2 separate regions of the Sus scrofa genome follow, and region 1 is linked to region 2. Evidence: chromatin contacts called from public promoter capture Hi-C data. All regions are on one chromosome and are shown on one strand. Each heading gives the region's core, a stretch centred on a gene start, on an enhancer-like site or on the middle of the called end of the contact. The rest is flanking DNA. Distances are from core to core; before and after follow the strand shown. Region 1 holds the start of HGH1 (protein HGH1 homolog). Region 2 holds the start of BOP1 (ribosome biogenesis protein BOP1).

Region 1 (6,555 bases), core at 1,052-3,551, 98 kb before region 2:
AATGGCTTGTCTCCAAACTCTATGAAGAACTTCTAGGGAGTTCTCTGGTGGCCAAGTGGTTAGGATTTGTCACTTTTGCCACTGCCAAGAAAGAAAGAAATGAAAATCACCATTTGGCAACCACATCATGGTGACAATTCAGAGAAAAACAATACATGCAAAAACTAGGGAGTGAAAGGTGGGTGAGGAACAGAATGGTTACACAGCCTCAAAAGTATCTCCCCATAAAGTATGTCTTAAATACAAAAAGAAAAGAGTAACCTGATAGGGAAGAAACCCGGGCAACTGGACCTTAGTTGAGTGATCCGCTGAAACCTTGCGCCCTGCTGGGACGAAGTGACTCGGTGCCACCTGATGGGACTCAATGGAAAGAGCCCGACGTCGCCTCCTGAGCCTTCCTGCCAAAAATGTACCACCTGAATCTAGTCGGGAGGCAACCAGACACCCGTAAGCCAAGGAGCAGGCTACAGAGTCGCTGCCGGCGGGCGGCCTCAAGAGTGGGAGAGGGTTGGAACTGAGGGAGACAAGAGGCGAGACACCCAGTGCCTTTTGCTAAAGGTCATTACTAGGGTAACCGGTGTGACCTGGGAATTTGAGGTCTCTGGGTCAAGGGTACATGGGGGTTCTTTGCATACACTTGTAACTTTAACTTTGAAGCCACTTCCAAAAAATTTGGCTCTTTTAACTCATCCCGGGAATCTTGACGGCTCTGTATCTGGTGACTACTGTAAACATTTTCTCCAACCAGTCAAGGCGCCTCCAGCCCTGAAGGCGCACATTTTTGTCTCAGTCAAAAGTACCCACCAGAGGGGTGAAGGATCCGACGTTGCCGTGAGCTGTGGCGTAGGCCGGTGGCTACAGCTCCAATTCGACCCCTAGCCTGGGAACTGCCATATGCCGCGGGTGCAGCCCTAGAGAAGACAAAAAGACCCCCCCCCAAAAAAAGGCACCCACCAGAGGACATCACCTACTTAGATTTTCCGTAAGTTTCTAACTCCTTCTCAAGAAATGTGCCACTCTCATGGCCCAGATCTGTGTGTCCTAGCTACAGCTCCAATTAGACCCCTAGCCTGGCAACCTACCTCCATATGCCATGGGTGCGGCCCTGAAAAAAGACAAAAAAAAAAAAAAAAGGTCAGGAGTTCCCGTCGTGGCGCAGTGGTTACGAATCCGACTAGGAACCATGAGCTTGCGGGTTTGGTCCCTGCCCTTACTCAGTGGGTTAAAGATCCGGCGTTGCCGTGAGCTGTGGTGTAGGTTGCAGACGCGGATCGGATCCTGCGTTGCTGTGGCTCTGGCGTAGGCCGGTGACTACAGCTCCGATTTGACCCCTAGCCTGGGAACCTCCATATGTCGAAGGAGCGGCCCAAGAAATGGCAAAAAGACAAAAAAAAAAAAAAAAAAAAAAAAAAATCAAAAAAACTGACGAACCTCTGGCAAGACTGACCAAAAGAGAAAGAAAACACAAATTACCAACATCAAGGAGGAGAGCGGTGACGCCACAACAGAGCATATATCAAAAGGATAATAAGATAATATTATGAACAACTTTATGCCAATTAATCCAACAAGATGAAACAGACTAATTCCTTAAAAGACAAACTATCAAAAGTAGCCCAAGAAGAAAATGTCAACCTGAATAGCCACGTGTCTATGAAAGGAATGTAATTTGAAAAACCTTCCCAGAAAATTTCAGGCCCAGATGACTTCACTGGGGAGTTCTACCAAACATTTAGGGAAGAAATCATACTAGTTTCACAACCTCTTCCCAAAAATTCTAAAGGAGGGAACACTTCCCCCAACCGAGTTGGCCAGCATCACCCGACAGCAGATAAAGACGATAAAGAAAGCCACAGGCCAATAACCCTCATGGACTGAGACGCAAAGACCCTAAAGAAGCTGTCACAATCTGAACACGATATATACAAACGAAAACATATCGTGACCCAGTGGAGATTATGCCGGGAACACAAGGCTAGGTTAACACTAGAAAGTCGATATAATGGATCACGCTTTTCTTCCGGCGATCTCTGCCAGTCCACGAAGGAGGAGGGCCAACGTAATGTCTGCCACCGGCGGCCTGCAGGACCACCAAGGGACGGTGCCACATTGGGGGTTCGAGCTGTGTCCCAGCGGCAGCCCCCGCCCCCACCCAGGGAACCCGAGCTCAGCCGCTTCCGGGCCGGCACCCAATCCCACAAAGCCCCGGGCCTCAGCGCGGTCCCGCCTCCACGCGCAGGTCCCGCCCCTTTCGCCGGGCCTGCAGCCTCGGGTTGGTCGCTGCGGCTTCCGCTATTCGGATGGGCGGGGCCACTGCCACCTCGCCGCGCGGGGCTGCTGCCCCGAACGAGCTGATCCGCATGGGGGACACCGAGGCGGAGGCAGGCCCCTTGGCGGGTCGCCTCGCCTCCGTAGGGTCGGCAATGCCGGAGGCCCACCCGACGGCGGAGGCGGCGAAACTGCTGCCCTTCCTAGCGCTCGAGGCGCGGGCTGACCTGCAGGCGGCGGCGGTGCAGCACGCGCTGGCGTTGACCGGCTCGGAGCCAGGACGCACGCTGCTGGCCGGCCAGGCGGCTTTGCTGCGAGCGCTGATCGAACTGGCAGTGGCCCCTGCTCCCGCCCCGGCCCGAGAGGCCACCCGCGTGCTCATCAATCTAGCCGCCGACCCCGGCCTGCACAAGCCGCTGCTGGCGGCTGAGCCCGAGCTGCTTGCCTGCCTGCTGGGCTGCACGTTGGACCCACAGTGGCCCTGGGCCGAGGAAGCGGCCGCTGTGCTGGCTAACCTCAGCCGCGAGCCGGCGCCGTGTGCTGCGCTGATGGAAGCGCTGGCGGCCTCGGGGCCCGGGGAGTCGGGCCTGGAGCGGCTGGTGCGAGCGCTGTGCACTCCCGGCTACAACGCCCGAGCGCCCCTGCACTACTTGGGGCCAGTGCTGTCTAACCTCAGCCAGCGTCCTGCGACGCGCGCTTTCCTGCTGGACCCAGACAGGTGAGGCCCAGGGGGCTTGCGGGGAGGGGGTGGAAGTGAGCAGGGACGGCTCTGAGTGGTCCTTCTCTTCAGGTGCGTGGTCCAGCGGCTGCTGCCCCTTACCCAATACCCGGACTCCTCGGTGCGCAGGGGCGGGGTGGTGGGGACACTGCGAAACTGCTGCTTCGAGCACCGTGAGTGGTGGTGGGGAAGTTGCCATGTGGGGGAGTAGGGGAAACAGACTGGACTCTGGGGCCCCTCTGGACTGGCCTCCATTCCCGTTGCCCCCAGGACACCATGAGTGGTTGCTTGGGCCCGAGGTGGACATTCTCCCCTTCTTGCTGCTGCCCCTGGCGGGGCCTGAGGACTTCTCAGAGGAAGAGATGGACCGTGAGTGGCTGGGGTCAAGCGTCAGGGTTGGCCAGGCAGGAGTGGAAGCCAGTGGGGGGAGAGGCTGAAGGAGGTTTTCAAATCAGGGCTCTGCTGAAACTTTCCAGGGGGCAGTTGCTAAGCATCGGTGAGGCTTACAATGGCCAACGTGGTCCCAGTGACTCCACATTCACCTCTAGGGCTGCCTGTTGACCTGCAGTACCTTCCGCCAGACAAGCAGCGAGAGCCCGATGCTGACATTCGAAAGATGCTGATCGAGGCCATCATGCTGGTACGCTGGGGTCCCCCTGTGTTAATGCCACCCCCAGAACCCACCCATACCTGATCACATGGAGTTCTGGGTACGCTGGGGTCCCCCTGTGTTAATGCCAACCCCAGAACCCACCCATACCTGATCACACGGAGTTCCGGGTACGCTGGGGTCCCCCTGTGTTAATGCCACCCCCAGAACCCACCCATACCTGATCACACTGAGTTCTGGGTACGCTGGGGGCCGCCTGTGTTAATGCCACCCCCAGAACCCACTCATACCTGATCACACTGAGTTCTGGGTAACCTCTGCCTCTTCTAGCTGACAGCCACAGCACCTGGTCGGAAGCAGGTGAGGGACCAGGGAGCATACCTGATCCTCCGTGAGCTGCACAGCTGGGAGCCAGAGCCTGACGTGCAGGTGGCTTGTGAGAAACTCATCCAGGTGGGTGCAGGGCTGGCAGGGGGTGGATGCCCCTGGTGGCCCGGCCAGCTGCTCACCTGCCTCCCCTGCTGGCAGGTCCTTATTGGGGATGAACCAGAACATGGCCTGGAAAACTTGCTGGAGGTGCAGGTGCCTGAAGATGTTGAGCGGCAGCTGCAGCAGCAGGACCGCCAGGAGCAGGAGCAGTGCAAGCGGGAGCATCAGGAGTTGGAGCTGGCCCCAGAGCCACAAGCAGAGGGAGCTGCACCCACCTGAGGCCCCTGAAGCCTCCCACCAGCTCCAGGCCCACCTTTGCTAACCATCAGTCCAGGCCTCCCAGACCAGGCATGCCTGCAGCGTCCTGCCAGCTTCTGGATCCGTGTGCTGAGGCTGTGCCCTGCTGAGAAGCAGAGCTACCCCTGAGCTGCGGGTCCTTGGTCCTTGCCGAGGGCTCCCGTGCAAATGCCCAATCAGCCTGGGGGGCGAGGACCTCCCTGTGCCCTTTTGCTTCCGCTGGCTGCTCAGAGGACGCCACCATGACCAGAGCTGACAGACCCTGTGACGTGCCAGGTTCCTCCGGGGAATGGTCAGTGGGGCTGGACGGAAAAACCCTGCAAGCCTGAGGGCCCAGCTGGAGCTTCCAGTCCCAACGGTGCTCCAGGTGGCCGGGCGTAGGGGAGCAGCCAGGTGCTTGCTGCCAGCCCAACTCAGGTCCCTCCAGCCAGGGACCCTCGGCTTGCTTTGCCTGAGACCCAGCCTCAAAGGGCTGACCTCGTGAGGTGTGCACCAGCCACGACCTGTCACGGGACCTCCCAGGACTGCACCCCCAGCGTGTCCTCCCGGCACTTGCTGCGTCCCCTTCATCCACTTGACCTGGGCCCTTCGCAGGCTCCTCGAGCCCAGCTTCCCAGTCCTGGACTCGTGGGTGCCCTCAGGCTCCCTGCCCAGCTAGGCCCTCCTCCTGCTCAGCTTCTCTGGGCCCCGGCTCCCCAGAACCTCTTGCCTGCTGTGCACAGTCTCCCCGATGAGCCTGCAGCCTCGCCCTTAGCCTGTCTTTCCCCTGACCACCCTCTGCCCCCTTGGAGCCCCTAATTCTGCAGCCACCAAGCCTGGCAGGCTGTCAGCGTGGCCTTGATCCCACATACCCCCTTCCTGGACCTCCCACCAGACCTAGTGCCCTTTTTTGCCCTGGAGCCCTTGTCCCCGCACCCCTGGCACCACCAGTTCTTGGTTGTACCTGTTTTGTCATGAATTCCCAAATATTGCTTCTACCTTTATGTTTTAATAACCATACCTCCCCTGTAAAATCTTGTTTTCAAAGTAGGGGGATGTTACACTTTCACAGTGTGACAGTGGTTAGCTGATCTAGAAAGTCCAAATAAATCCAAAGCCACGTCAAGTCTCTGTTACAGCAGAGAATGAATGGATGAGTTTTCACTTCAGTGCAGCAACTTCTTCCGAAGAGCATAAGAATCTTAGCACTGAGATGGCCAGAAGTAAGGGTTGGCAAAAATTGCTCCATGGCTAATGAAGGTAAAACTGGAAACAACATCCACCGTCTTTTGCTGCGTGAATTATCAACAGATCAAGTGTAGAACTTAGAGCTGAGATCTTCCCGGGTGCCCAGTGTCTCCCTCCTCTGCAGTCCCCTCTCTTCTCCCCTCCCCCCAGTTAAATTTGCGCTCTGGCCTGGCAGTGGGTGACCCTTTTCCAGGTGCCCCAAGGCCCGTGGCCCTTCTGCACTAGGTACAAACCCTTGGTTCCACAGAAGAGATGCTTTATCTGGCCTTGCCCTCACCCACCCCACCCTATGTTAACCAGGTAGTGCCCAGGCACCCTTTGGATGGCAGACACGGTGCAGAAGGACAGTGGAAGCCGGGGGTGGGGGGTAGGGGTGGGTGGGTGCTCTGCCCCCCCACTGGTTGTCTCCATGCTCCTGAACCCCAGCCCAGCAAAGCCTGCACTTCCTCTGGGGTGAGCCTCTGGGCTCCAGCACCGGGCCAGCAGCACTCTCCTGGGAGGTTCCCTGTTTTTGGGGGTGCCGAAAGTGCAGGAAGGGCAGTGGGGGATTTGAGTCCGAGTTGGGCTCCTCATTGTCTGGGGATGCTGGGAGCTGGGGCTCCTTCAGCTTGTCTGCAACAGACCGCGGTGGGAGAGTTAGGTGGGGTGCCAAGAAGCTGCCCACCTGCCCTCCCTAGGGGACCTGCCACACCTGTGCAGAAATGCGCATGAGCGGTTGCCAGCATCCAGTGGTGCGTGGCCACCTGGTGCAGGTGCGCTGGTGGGTGCAGCTGGAGTGGGCCTCCCATCAGGTCCTGGCACTCTGTGGGCCATGGCTCAAGCCTGCGGCCTCTTGATGCCACCCCCCTGCCCCCACCCTCTGCTGTCCCCAGCCCTCAGCCATCACCAACAATGGTGGCAGCTTGGAGGAGTCGTCCCATTAAGTCTTCCTGAGTGGAGGGGATCTGTGTTTTAGTGTTTCCTGGAGGGAGATGGAGGTGAGGCGGCCAGCCCTGGGCTAGCACAG
Region 2 (6,969 bases), core at 3,979-6,478:
ACTGAGCCACAATGGGAACTCTGGCTGTGCTGTTTTAAGCCATGGCTACAAATCTTTGACTTTCCTTCCAATGAACGGCAAAGACTCTCTGCACATCTGGGGGGCTTGTGACTGGTTTGCCAGCCCCAGTGGAGCAGCCCAAAGTGACGGACAGAACCCCGGGTCTAGGTCATAAAGGACCTGCAGCTCCGCCCAGGATGCTGCCCGAAGCCCTGAGCGAGGGCACAGGCAGACAGGCCCAGGGATAGCCAGCTACTCGGGTCACCCCAGCTGCACACAGGGGTTAGGAAGCCCCAGCCGTTCTCATCTGTGACCCTCCCCTGAACCCCAGACGTGACCTGAGTGATGATTCTCCCAGGGCAGAGTGTCCCAGAACCCAGCAGGGCTGCAGGAGAAGCCGACGTGCTCCCTGTAGAGGAAGCCAGCTGGGGGAGGCCGCAGGACCCCTCAAACTCATTGATCGGTCACCCCAGAAGTGACACCACCACACCCTGCCCGAACTCTCATCCCCAGAAATGAGGGCCATGAGGCGGCTGTATGACGCCTCCAAGTGCTGGAGGAGGAGGTGGGACAGCTGCCCAGGGCCCCTCTCCAGGCACTGGGCCACAGGCTCGGCTCCAGGTACAGATCCAGGCACATCCTGCCTGGGGTGGCCGCCACAACCCAGCCCATGAGAATCACTGGGGGCGCCCCTCCCCACGCCCCCCCAGGCCCTAGGCTGCACCAGACAGCATCGACACCCAGACTCCAAAGGACACAGTGACACTGCGGCCTAGACCCAAGACGCAGTCCACCCACCATTCCCCAGAGCCTGGTGGAGGCCTGATGGGTCCTCCGGCCCAAAGGTTTGCAGGAAGCTCGGTGCAGACAGTGCGGGCAGGACCCTGACGCCAGCTGGGGCGGATGTTACGCGCAGGTCAGGCGTCGTTACCGGGTCTTCTGTTACATCCTTGAATGGGGCAAACAGACTGAACTAAGAAGGATGGAAACTTCCACACAAACAAAAAAGCAAAATAGGAAAAAATGCACGTAAACAGAAAAAAAAAAAAACAGACTAAACACAAGTAGGAAAAAAAAAATGGATCTAGGAATTCCCATTTTGTGGTGCTGTGGAAACGAATCTGACTAGGAACCATGAGGTTCCAGGTTCGATCCCTGGACGCACTCAGTGGGTTAAGGATCTGGCGTTGCCGTGAGCTGTGGTGTAGGTCACATACTCGGCTCAGATCCCGCATTGCTCTGGCTGTGGTGTAGGCTGGCAGCTGTAACTCCTACTTGACCCCTAACCTGGGAACCTCCATATGCCTTGGGCGTGGCCCTAAAAAGAAAAAAAAAAAAAAAAAAAAAAAAAGGATCTAAACAAGCACAGAAAGAAAAAAAAGGCTTTAAACACCCAAATCCACTCAGGACACGGGGACTCCAAAGGAGGCCCAGTGACTTGGGCCCTCGTATCTGTGGGGCCGGGAAAGCCTGGGAGGCACTGCCAGGTGCCCTGGGGGCGGTGCAGGGAAGCAGGACCCTCCTGAGCTGCAAGACCCTGGGCAGCCGAGCCACTGCCAGACGGCGGGGCCAGGAAGGCGCGGGGCCAGGAGTGGCCCAGCTCACAGAGAAGCCCCAACGCAGGCTCCTCTCCAACCTGTGTTGCTGTCAGGGGCCGTCAGCGGGCAAAGGGCTCCCCCGCCGGGCTGGGCTTAAGACATTACGTGCAAGCGTTGGGGGGGTGGCCAACTCCCCTCAGCCCCACAGAACTGTGGGGTGGGGCTCCTCTCAGCCTCCGAGCAGAGAGCACAGAACCCACCAGGAGGCTCCTCCTCTGCAGGGACCCTTGGTGAGCACACCCGCCCCAGGTGGGCGGCGGGAGGAGCCTTGAGACAAGTCACCGGGAACACGTCCTCCCAACACAACGTAGAGGGATGTGACCAGTGTGGGTGAAGCGACAGCCGGGAGCCCCCAGAAGGAAGTAGACAGAAACCTTCACAGCTGGGCAGCTGCTGGCAGCCCAGGTAAGAACCAGGCACGGGGCGGGGGCGCAGCGGAACTGGGGGCAAAGCAGCAGGGCTGTTTTCTCTTGTCACAGAAGTCATCGCATTCTCCAGTGGGCCCCCAGGCAAACATCGTTTTTTGATTGCAAAGCAGCGCACCTAAGACTACGGGTTATCGGCACAACCACACCCGTGGCCATGGCCATGGCTGGCACCACAGGGCCCCGGGGGACACTTGGCAGGGAGGCAAGCAGGAGCTGGAGCATCACCGCTGGCTCGGACCCTGAGAGCTAATGGGAGATGCTCACGCCACCAGCTGCGCGATGGAAGGGGGTCTGGAGCTGAGGACGCCCGCCCCCTGGGGCAGGAACACCCTGGGACGAAGCCTCCAGGCGTGACGTGTGACAACGCCTTGGCTGTGGCAGGTGAAGGGAGAAGAAGCCCCTAGCGAGGGAGGAAGCTTCTGCAGGGAAGCCAAGCGGTGGGGTACAGGTCCCAGCTGGCGGCACTGCTACTTGTGGGGGCGGCACTGCTGCTTGTGGGGGCGGCACTGCTGCTTGTGGGGGCCAGCGCGCACCCGACGGCCCATGGGGACAGGAGGCGGCTGTCTGCAGGAGAGCCCCTTCCCCAGGACAGCCTCCTGAGACACGTGACATTACCTCCTTCAGAGACTTCAACCTAAAAGCTCTTTTCATTAAAAAACAATTTAACTCAGTTATTTCTAAAATTCTGGAGTGTTTTTTTGTTTTGTTTTTTTTCGTCCTGTTGCTCTTTTTATTTTTAAGACTGAACCCGCGGCACATGGACGATCCCAGGCGAGGGGTCGAATCGGAGCTGCAGGTGCCAGCCTACACCACAGACACGGCAACAGCAGACCCAAGCCACGTCTGCGACCTACACCACAGCTCAAGGTAACGCCAGATCCTGAACCCACTAAGTGGGGCCAGATATCAAACCCACACCCTCACGGACACTAGTCAGGTTCATTACTGCTGAGCCACTACGGGAACTCCTAAAATTTCGCTTATAAGAAAGAGTGAAAGTCCTCTTTGAAAAAAAAGTTTAAGCATTTAAGCTCTTGGACCCTTAAGGACCTTTCATTTTAAAAGAGGAAAAAGATCCAGCAAGATAATATAAGAACGGCGGTCCCCACCTGGAGCAAAGACGCAAACAGGAACTTCCATCCTTTACTAAACAGCACTCGTGTCGGATTTCATTTTTTGTCAAACAGGAACCATTTTGCCATTTTAAAAAGTTAAAAAGAAGGGGGACGATGGCTGCCCAGAATCCCACGGACCACGGGCAAGGCTTGGGTCATCTTCCGTGCACCAGCGTGACAGTTAAAGCCTGAATGGGGAGAGGACCTAAATCTGACTTTAAATCTTTTCTTCCTAAGAACCAGAGCAAACAAGCATGTTTTTGGGTTTCCATCCCAGTCCTAAATTCTAGAACACCAGGGCTGTGGGGAGCATAAGGAGGTATAAACTTTTTCCTGGGTGTCCCAAACGACAGACATCACACTTGAGTTAAATCAAGCTTTTCTCTCGCGTTTCTCACTTAAAACAAGAGTGGGATGAGCCTTCCCCAGCGTCACAGCGACAGATTACAAAGCCTCGGGGTTGGGGGGTGGGGACCAGAGCGCCCCCAGCTGCCCCAGGCGGCCCCCAGCACGCAGATCTCCACCTCAGGCTTTGCCCCCTAGGAAACCCAGCCTCCAGCTAAGTCTAGCAAAGACTCAGCCCGGGAAGGGTGACATCAGAATCACGGTGGGTGGCTCACAGCCATGGAGATTTTCCGGGTTCCTACTGCGGTTGAAAACTGGTGCCCTAGGGCTCAGAACCCCCCCCCCCCGCACCAGAGGAAAGAGAAAGCAGAGCCCGCGAGCTGGCAGGCACTCTCCCGGCCACCCGCCCGGAGAGCGAGGACGAGCACACCAGAACACTGCTCGCTCACCCACCTGCTGCCCCGTGGCCTTCTCCATCCTGCTGTGCTGCTCCTCGCCGCTGGCCCCGTCCTCCTCCTCACTGCTGTCACTGCCAGAATCTTCCAGGCCTGAGAACACACTCTCCTCGCTGTCAGACAGGCTGGGAGCCGGGGCGCCGGGGAGAGAGGGCTGCAAGGAGCACACTGTCGGTGACCAGCTCTGTGTGGCGCAGGACCAGAGCTGCTTCTGAGCAGACTTCTGCCCACCAGACACCACCCCGGCCCTAACTCCACCAGACAGGGTGCACGGTGGAACAAGAACCTGCAGACTCTTAGCAAGCATTCATTGGAAGGCAAAATTCTAGATTTCATTGTTTTTCAATAGTTCCTGAGTCTCTCGCCAAACTGGACAGCCTGCACGGAGCAGCTACCAAACAGCACTCAGCACACACTCTATCGTGCCTAACTAGCTACACAATTACAACGGCAAGTAAAAATGGCACAAATGTTTTGGGCACAAACACAAACAGCCGCTGATGAATACAGAGGCAAAAGCACTACAAGTGGGTGAGCATGGTGCCCAGAGCTGCCTGCCGGCCAGGGAGCACCACGAGCACTTGTCACAAGTGAAGGGGCAGCCTGATAAACCAGCAACGTGGAGTCCCAGCTGCGAGGCTCGACTGCACAAGCCTGCTATGGCTTTCTACCACCGAGATTTGATGAGATTTGATGACACCCCCACAGCGCGGCTGGGGTTCCGCTGGACAGGAAGAGCATGAGTCCAGCTAAAACGGGCCGTCCAGTGCAGCAGGCGCTGCTTTCTCATCCTCGTTTCCTCTTCTACAACGTCTAACGTGTCAGGAACATTTGGCTATACAAGCAGCTACTGCAGGCTCAAATCTTCTGCGCCCAGATGACAATTCAAAGGCCCAGGAAGACCGCTGCGCAGGACGCCGGCTCTCCTTCCTTATTCTCTCCGGCCCAGACCTTCTTCCGACCCACACAACCGCCAGCCAGCTCCCTGCCCAGGACGCCCCCGCAAGGCCGCCGGGGCGGAGGACAGGAGACCCCTCCCTCCTCGCATTCCCAGGCCCGCCGGGCGCTGGGCGGGATCGCTCCCCGGCCGGTGCCGCGGCCCAGCCCCGCCGCCCCCCCCCGCTCCCGCTCCCGCTCCCGCGTCACCTCCTCCGGCTCCCGCCCCGGCTCCAGCATCCGCTTCCCGGGCCGCGTCCCGGCCACCGCCACGCGCCGCGCGCCCTGAGGTCCCGCCATGCCGCCCGCCGGTCTGCCCTGCGCCGCCACTTCCGGCAGCGACGCGACCGCGTGGGCCTGGGGGCGGGCCCGCGGGGTCAGAGGGCGCCGGGCGGGACGGGGGCCGGTGTGCGTGCGCGCGCCGTGGGACGCGGGCGGCGCCGGCGGGAGCGCGCCCGTCGCAAGATGGCGGCGGCCATGCCAGGCCCCGGGGCCGTGTGTGCGCAGCGGGCGGCGGCGCGCGGCCCGGGCGGCAGGCGCGGCAGCGGCGCTAGCCCGGCCCTCAGCCCCTCCTCGCGGTCCCGCCTCCGCCTCTCCCACCTTGCCCGGTATGGATCTGCCCGTGGGCCCGGGCGCGGCGGGGCCCAGCAACGTCCCGGCCTTCCTGACCAAGCTCTGGACTCTCGTGAGCGACCCGGACACGGACGCGCTTATCTGCTGGAGCCCGGTGAGGGGCCGAGGGCGCCGGCCCGGGGCGGGGAGGCCGCGGCGCGGGGGCCCAGGACGGGCAGGCCCGGACCCCGCCTCGCAGGCCCGGTGTGGGGGTGGGGAGCAGGGGGTAGTGCGGGGAGAAGCGTCGCAGGCCCGCTGGAGGTCGCTCCTGTCCACGCCGCTCTCCCGCGTTGGGTAGGAAGGGCTTCTGCCTCCGTGGGCTTGCGCTTGCTGCCTGTGGGACGACTGCGGGACGCGTCTGTGCTTAGAACAGCCCCCGGCTTCGCTAGTGGACGCTGGGCCCCGGTGGCCCCAGAGTTCCAGTGGTGTGGTGGGCAGTTATTCAGGGTAAATCAAGTCTCGGCCCTGGAACTGGAGGGCGTTTCTCTAGTTCGAAAGGAGAGGGAGCGAAAACAGAAAGCACAACGTCATAAAGTTCAGGCTGGTCTCGAGCCCGGGTCCAGATCCCAGAGCTGCTTTCCCAAGAGCGACTCGTGTTTCTTGCTCTGTGCGCGACTTTATTCACGCCCTGTCTCCCGTTGCCTGGCAGCGGGCAGGTGATTTACATGGTCTGACTCCGCAGGCTGGACAACTCCAGTTTGCGGAGGTTGGACTTGGAGATGGACGTCCTGGCTGTGACGTCGAGGTGGGGCAGGTCGGAGCCACGGCTCGCGGCTGGCAGGGGGGTGGCCTAGGCCACCGTAGTCGTAGGCAGGCTCCGGGCGCCTCCAAACGTGCTTACTCTCCTGAGCGCCCAAACGCTGGATTTCTTGGACCCCACTGAGTTGTTGCCTGTCATCCTGCTGAGCCCTTGGAAAGGAAGAGCAGTCTGGGCTGAAAGGAGCCCAGAGCTGGAGGCCACGTTCTCTCGTTCCACTTGTCCCTTTGAGGAGACCAGAAACCGTGCTGCATTCCCTTGGGGACACTGTGTGTTGTCCCAGCAAATATCCATGTGGCGTTCTCCATCCCAGGCCCTGTTTCTTTAACGGTGGGAACCACCCCTTGTTCCAGGCCTTGAACTTTGCCGGCCAAATGAAATGACCCCATTTTTCTGTCTTTTTCCCTTCTCCCTCTTCTTGTCCCTTCCCCGTAACTCCCGTTTGGGGGAGGGCACCAGAGGTCCTTTGGGATGAACCTACTGTGGGGACATCCCGCCTCTCAGTCTGCTCCAGGCCAGGCGAAGCACAGCCAGCGTCAGCTTGCTCCCCAGGCCTCACGGCCTGTATTCCAGGCAAAGCCTGGAGCAGGAAAGCGGACATGGTCCAGCCCGTGATGGTCTCTACTCAAGGTGGCTGCGCCCCCAGGCATGGTCTCCCTGGGGACAAGCGGCCATGGAGCAAGAGCTTTTGATCCTCCTTAGTCTGTACACAGAGCGAGTAGG

The links. Promoter capture Hi-C pulls out the DNA fragments that hold promoters and counts their contacts.
Region 1: a promoter capture Hi-C map of fetal skeletal muscle shows a contact between it and region 2, with 4 times the contacts expected there. The contact joins the promoter of HGH1 here to the promoter of BOP1 in region 2. A contact is called at or near these places in 2 of 5 promoter capture datasets (fetal skeletal muscle and liver), 8 of 47 Hi-C or Micro-C datasets (embryonic fibroblasts, fetal heart ventricle, liver and 3 more) and 2 of 2 datasets of contacts at active chromatin or transcription factors (alveolar macrophages and skeletal muscle).

The regions. Positions count from the first base shown.
Region 1 is chr4:580,775-587,329 of Sscrofa11.1, reverse strand. HGH1 (protein HGH1 homolog) reads left to right here and starts at 2,301. Exons shown (of 6, transcript XM_003125447.6): 1 at 2,301-2,986; 2 at 3,059-3,159; 3 at 3,257-3,355; 4 at 3,535-3,626; 5 at 3,927-4,049; 6 at 4,125-5,579. The coding sequence starts at 2,301. The coding sequence ends at 4,304.
Region 2 is chr4:484,821-491,789 of Sscrofa11.1, reverse strand. BOP1 (ribosome biogenesis protein BOP1) reads right to left here and starts at 5,228. Exons shown (of 16, transcript XM_013988007.2): 1 at 5,088-5,228; 2 at 3,940-4,095. The coding sequence starts at 5,177. HSF1 (heat shock transcription factor 1) reads left to right here and starts at 5,325. Exons shown (of 13, transcript NM_001243819.1): 1 at 5,325-5,604. The coding sequence starts at 5,488.